2 separate regions of the Mus musculus genome follow, and region 1 is linked to region 2. A link is a contact called in public HiChIP or PLAC-seq data. All regions are on one chromosome and are shown on one strand. The core of a region is the stretch at or near the end of the contact, and the rest is flanking DNA. Distances in the headings are between cores, read along the strand shown. Region 1 holds the start of Adam6b (a disintegrin and metallopeptidase domain 6B). Region 2 has its middle 70 kb from the start of Adam6b.

Region 1 (3,172 bases), core at 147-2,646, 70 kb after region 2:
ATAGCCTAGTAGGCCATCAATGGGAGGAAAGGCTCTTGGTCTTACGAAGATCATCTGCCACAGTATAGGGGAATGCCAGGGCCAGGATGTAGGAGTGGGTGGGTTGGGGAGCAGGGCAGGGAGAGAGTATAGGAGGTTCCGGGGATAACATTTGAAAACTAAATGAAGAAAATATCTAATAAAATGCCTTAAGTTAATAATAATAATAATAATAATAATAATAATAATAATAATAATAATGATAATAACAATCCCAGTAGTCCTACAGAGTTTTCCCCTGCACACTTAGATGAGATATATATGTTTGAGAGGAAGTAAGTTGATCAACCCTCCAACCACCCATTTTTTTCTTCTATCTTATAAATACATGTTGCAGGGCAGCCTATCTTTGGGGCTGTAGACCTTGCTCACGTGTCTGAGCCAGGGCTTGTCATGAACTCCGGGTGATACCCATCTTTTAACTCTTTCATTAATGATTTCTTGGAGATAACTCAGAGGCTGCTTTTCCTTCTACAAAAGTAAGAGACGCGAAAGCACTGTTGATGAACCTGGAGTGTGTGGCAGTCTCTTCGACGTTCATACCGGCAGTCTACTGGTCTCACTGCTGAGAACCCATCAGCCTGATTGCTTGAAGAAATCCCAATAGTCAGGAAAGAAAGATACTAAAGGTTGGAGGGGGACAGCCACTTCGGCCTCAGACGGGGTCAGAGGTAATGTTCCCAAGAGATGGAATTTTTAAAAATTCTAGAGTTCACAGGTACCCAGATAGAATTCTCAGGTCTAATAATATTGGAAAAATAACAACACAATATTAACAGAAAGCTCCAAACTTTCGAGCAACACCCAAAAGGAAAAAAAAAAAACTCATTTGTAAATAGTTTAACCAAAACTCAAACAAAATATGATTAGAAGAAATAAAAACAATCATTTATAGCTAAAAGGCTAATATAGACAGTATTTACTACTAACGTTCAAACAAACAAACAAAACAAAACAAGAAATTAGAACAACTGTGAGAAACATGAGCCAAGATATAAAGAAATATTGACTCCTAGAAAGAGACCCAGAGTCACACTGGGAACCAAATACATTCACGTGGAAATGATATTTTGAACTTCAAAAAAAGAAAAGAAAGGATTGAGCCTGTCAGAGACACTCCTTGCTGCTTCTGACTTTTCTTGTCCAGGCACATTTATAGACATCCCTTTTGACAATATTTAACCTCAACCTCAGCTAACACATTCAGACTCAATTCCTGCCACACCCAGTGACTGTTACCTAACTCCAGTTGTCTGGGTAACCACTTAGGTTGGGAGCCTGAGGAGGTTTTTAGTCCTCTGTCAGTATTTTCTAGACCAGGCAGTGGCCACAGCAGAGGGATTTAGCTCCACCCAGGATGTTATCTCTGACCTGGGGCATGAGGCTAGTGGAAAGACCTGTGGTCCCCAGGGTCCTCCTCTTGCTATTTGCACTCTGGCTGCTCCTCCTGGTTCCAGTCTGGTGTTCTCAAGGCCATCCTACTTGGCGTTACATCTCATCGGAGGTGGTTATTCCTCGGAAGGAGATCTACCATACCAAAGGACTTCAAGCACAAAGACTGCTCTCATATAGCTTGCATTTTCGGGGCCAGAGACATATCATCCACCTGCGGAGAAAGACACTCATTTGGCCCAGACACTTGTTGCTGACAACTCAAGATGACCAAGGAGCCTTACAGATGGATTACCCCTTTTTTCCTGTAGATTGTTACTATATTGGCTACCTGGAGGGGATCCCACAATCCATGGTCACTGTGGATACTTGTTATGGGGGCCTGTCAGGGGTCATGAAGTTAGATGACCTTACCTATGAAATCAAACCCCTCAATGATTCACAGAGCTTTGAACACCTTGTTTCTCAGATAGTATCTGAGTCTGATGACACAGGGCCTATGAATGCATGGAAGCACTGGAGCCATAATACAGGTTCTCCCTCCTCCAGATTGGAATATGCAGATGGAGCTCCCAGAATATCTAGTAAGAACTACGCTACACATCCAGCTGCTATAAAAGGCCACTTTCAAGCAACCAATTCTGTATATAATTCTGCTGCAGGTGACAAACTTTCATCTACTGTTGGGTATTTGTTTCAAGTCATTAGTTTAATGGACACCTATCTGACCAATCTTCATATGCGGTACTATGTCTTTCTCATGACTGTGTACACCAATTCTGATCCATTTCGACTTGAGTTTGCAGTTCCAGGAGGGTCGGCTTATAATTACTATGTGTCAGTCTTTTATAATAAATTTAAGCCTGATGCAGGAGTTTTACTTAATAAGTATGGGCCACAAGATAACCAGGTTAATCCAGCTGAGAGGAGTATATGTTCTTCCTTAGCCCTAATTTGTATTGGTAAATATGATCGAAATCCTTTATTTTTATCTCCTATAATAACCAATCGTGTTGGAAGGAGTTTAGGCTTAAAATATGATGAGGGGTACTGTGTCTGCCAGAGAAGGAACACCTGCATTATGTTCAGACATCCTCAATTAACAGATGCTTTCAGCAATTGTTCCCTTGCAGAGATAAGCAACATACTTAATACTCCTGGTCTGATGCCATGTCTTTTCTATGACCGTCATGTTTATTATAATACATCATTGACTTATAAGTTTTGTGGAAACTTCAAAGTAGATAACGATGAGCAGTGTGACTGTGGCTCCCAAAAGGCATGTTATTCAGATCCCTGCTGTGGAAATGATTGCAGGTTAACACCTGGTAGCATTTGTGATAAAGAATTATGCTGTGCAAATTGCACTTACAGTCCTTCTGGGACACTCTGCAGACCTATCCAGAACATATGTGATCTTCCAGAGTACTGTAATGGGACTAAATACATTTGCCCAGATGACACTTATCTGCAAGATGGGACACCATGCTCAGAAGATGGTTACTGCTATAAAGGTAACTGCACTGATCGCAACATACAATGCATGGAAATCTTTGGTGTAAGTGCTAAGAATGCTAATATTAAGTGCTATGACATCAACAAACAACGGTTTCGATTTGGGCATTGTACTAGAGCAGAAGAAAGCCTCACATTCAATGCTTGTGCTGATCAGGACAAGCTGTGTGGAAGGTTGCAGTGTACCAATGTCACCAATCTTCCATATTTGCAAGAACATGTTTCA
Region 2 (3,550 bases), core at 383-2,882:
CTTTAGGACCCTGGCATCTACACAGATCCCTCCCATGGTCTGATGTTCTCTCTCATGCCCTGCTTCCTGGTCCTCCTCTCAATGTAGTCAGTTAGCCCAGACTTCCCATGTCAGTGGGCTTCTCTAGCTGTCCACATGATGAACAAGGGAGTAACTAGCATGGCCCTCACCTTGTATTTGCTGTGCTTCCTTCTCTGAACTGAAGCCCATGACCTGCCTTCCTCTCCTTTCCATTCTTGCTCTGTGAGCAGGCCTTTATCTGTCCTCGAGTGACTATAGCATCTTTATCCCATTTCTTCATATAGTCATACAGCAGTTGTCATAGACAGAGAATTTGAGTTATTGACTAACCCCTAGGGCTTGTCATGTTGTGGGAGAGGTACAAACATCTTCAAAATCTCAGCCAACTCCCCAAAGGCACACCCACATACCACAAAGCTTTGGGATAAGACCTAAATTACTAGCTTGAAGCAACACCAGCCCAAGATGGTGGGCTGGGGACAGAGCAGAGACCTAAGGCTAGAGGCTAGTTTCCAGGTTCTGTTGCTTTTGGGAGATTAGGCCTGGAATTTTCTCTGCCCTACTTCCCTTCTTCCATCAGGGTAGATAACCAGAGTGCTATCCATTGGCTGCCTGTGTTGTACTTTGCTGTTAGAGTGCATGCTCTCTCTCTCTCTCTCTCTCTCTCTCTCTCTCTCTCTCTCTCTCCCTCTCCCTCTCCCTCTCCCTCTCCCTCTCCCTCTCCCTCTCCCTTCTCCCCTCCCCCTCTGCTTCTCTTTTTTCTTCTTCCACACCTCCTTTCCCTCTTTCTCCCTTAAGTACCATCAGACTGCACTGTTCCATTTCCAGTTCCTAAGCTCTATTCAGATAATCCTTGGGCTGTCAACACCGCAGGAAAGGTTTGAAAAACAAAACAAATTCCTTCACAATAAAGTGAGTTCACAAGATAAAGTATTTATTTCCATGTGACATTTGTTTACAGCTCAGCTGTCTGTGGGCCAGACATTGCTTCAGATTGTACAAGTTGACAAAAAGTCTTTGGTCAGTCTAGAAAGAAGACCATCTCAGAGATAAAAGCTGGAGGGCAACACAGGAAAGACGTAAGAATAAGTTTACTAGTCATACAGTCAGGTATCCCAGGCCCAGAGGTAGTGTCCCTGTGGGAGGATCTCTTGGTCTCTGCTGTCCTTCCATGCTGAGAGTCATTTCACCTGCAGGTGACAGAGACAGTGTGAATTGCTGTCCACTTGTAGGGAGTAGAGGTAGAGGCAGTGAGGACTGGTGACTCCCTGTCCCAGCCCTGTGTCCTCAGCCCCACAACCACACTACCTTGAACAGGGTGACGGTGGTGCTGTAGAAGAGGCTCAGGAGGAAGAGGACGATGAAGGTGGAGGCAGTGGTCCACAGGTTCTCAAAGCCTTCCTCCTCAGCATTCACCTCCCCCTCTATGAAGGGACACAGAGAGGGAGGGTCAAGCCAAGTCTTGGGGTGACTGAGCATTTGCATAAGGGTTGGGGTGCCCTGATGGTTCTGGAGAATCTTAGCGAGTATTGACTGGTCCCCTAATAGCTCAAGCTAGACGGAGGCACAGAACAGGCCAAGCTGTAGGACACACTAATTTGGAGCCTTTGTTCCAGGAGCCCTGGGGCAGCAGAGCAAGCAAGACAGATGCAATGTATGGACCTGGGTAAAGGCAGACTCAGGAACTGTGGCAAAATGATATTGGTGTGCTCTGGACTTTCCCTGAGCAGGTGGTGCCATCGGTGCTGTTTAGACTGAGAATTTAGAGCAGGTCTCCCTGTCTCTTGGGCTTTAGCAATAAGAACAGGGATACCAGAGGTTGTCCCTCCTTACTTCCTGAAGGACTCAGGCATCTCATGACTTTCTTTGATCAGAGTTCCCGTGCGTTGCTTGTCCTACCCCTGCCAGCAATGTTGGGTCTTGGTACCAAGAGATAAACAGACAGATACCTGAGGGAGGCTGTGGGACCAGGGCATTTATTGGGATCTCTGATCCCTGTAAAGATGAGCCCTTGGGGATATCTAAAGCCTAGGCCCCAAATGGATATGAATATGAAGAATGTCCAGGATATGAGCCCAAAGAGGCAGTGTTATTGGGTGGTGACTCCTTACAGAGGCTCCTTGATGGTGTGTGTGTGTGTGTGTGTGTGTGTGTGTGTGTGTGTGTGTGTGTGTGTGTGTGTGTGTGGTTGGGGCATCTTTTGGACAACTGCATTATGTTTTCTGCATTTTGAACTGGAGATCAGGGTGGGTGTGAGTGGGTTAGGCAATTTCACATTGGTCTTCTGAGGTGTTCTATTAATGGAGACACAGCCAAGGCTAACTTTCTGTCATGGGTGGTTAGTGGAGTATCTTCTGCCCCATGGTGTTGAGACAGATAGGCATACTTTGTACCTGGGGTTATCTCTCCCAATCATAGAGTGGGCTCCTGAGGAGTATCAGTGACCCAGCCTAGTGTAGGCTCTCTGAGCCGTGAGCCTTGGAGATTACAGCCCTGGTCAGAGTCCAGGTGTATCTGTGTGCTATACCTGTTCACATGTTAGTGTACACATGTGAAGATGTTTCTGTACATGTGTGTATATGCATATCTTTGTATCTATATAGTTTATTTGTGTATATTTGCCTATAGTCTGTTTCTGTGTACACAGGACCATGCATATTGGTATCTGTTTCTGTGAGTGGTTGTGTGTCTATGCCTATTTGTCTCTGAAGGCGTTTGTAAGTGTCCATGCATGTGTGTGCGCATGAACTCATGTGTATATATGTGTACCTTTGTCTGTGTGTCCATGAATACACATTCATGTATGTGTCTACACATGTGTACCTATATATCTATGTATAAATGCATGTGTGTCTATATATGTGCCTGAATGCTGCCTGCACCAGGTTAGGCAAGCTTTCAGCCATATATCTAGAAGTAGCTGGAGGAATCGCATGTTCATACTCTGTCTGTTGTAAGCCTGACTGAGTTCACACACAAGGAGGAAACTGGCAAGGTAGAGGAAGGGCCAGGGTGGAGGCAAGTATGCAGGGTGTGTGCAGAGCAAGCAAAACACAACTGTCTCAGCAGGCATGAGCATTGTATAATCAAAACCAGTGACGTTTGAATGGATTTTTTTTATTTCTAATTTTTATAAAATGCAACATCTCACTCTGACATGGTTAGTTTGCATACACAGAGCAACTGGACACCCAGGGCCTGCCTGGTTGAGCGCTAGCATGGTCAATAGCAGGTGCCGCCTGTGTCAGACATGATCAGGGAGACATTGTACAGTGTGGGTTTACCAGTGGACTTGTCCACGGTCCTCTCGGTCACCAGGTGTGGCAGGGCCTCGTGGCCTACAACACAGGTATAGGTCTCTCCGGAGTTCCATTCCTCCTCTGTCACAGTCAGGATGCTGTGGGTAAAGTAGAAGCCTGGGGCCCCAGGCTCTGGCATCGGGGCACTGGTCACATACTTCTCTTGGGGCAAGAGTTGCCCTCTCTGAAGCCACTGCACACTGATGTCTGCAGGAGAGAAGCCCTTCACC

The links. HiChIP or PLAC-seq counts read pairs in DNA pulled down with a chosen protein or histone mark.
Region 1: a RAD21 HiChIP or PLAC-seq map of pro-B cells shows a contact between it and region 2, with 5 times the contacts expected there. The contact joins the promoter of Adam6b here to the enhancer-like site in region 2. A contact is called at or near these places in 2 of 15 datasets of contacts at CTCF or cohesin (large pre-B cells and pro-B cells), 1 of 484 Hi-C or Micro-C datasets (CD4 T cells), 9 of 115 datasets of contacts at active chromatin or transcription factors (CD8 T cells, T-cell acute lymphoblastic leukemia, bone marrow-derived macrophages and 6 more) and 3 of 9 other capture datasets (adipose tissue, liver and pancreatic islet).

Annotation. Positions count from the first base shown.
Region 1 is chr12:113,488,169-113,491,340 of GRCm38.p6, forward strand. Adam6b (a disintegrin and metallopeptidase domain 6B) reads left to right here and starts at 1,397. Exons shown (of 1, transcript NM_001009545.1): 1 at 1,397-3,172. The coding sequence starts at 1,397. It also overlaps Igh.
Region 2 is chr12:113,417,624-113,421,173 of GRCm38.p6, forward strand. It overlaps Igh and Ighm. Among named protein-coding and RNA genes, the nearest start is that of Adam6b, 70 kb to the right of the region's middle. Within about 2 kb of position 1,633, at least 3 of the 459 cell types and tissues checked have an H3K27ac peak or open chromatin away from gene starts, as enhancers often do. A contact at or near this core is called in pro-B cells, where this site is marked.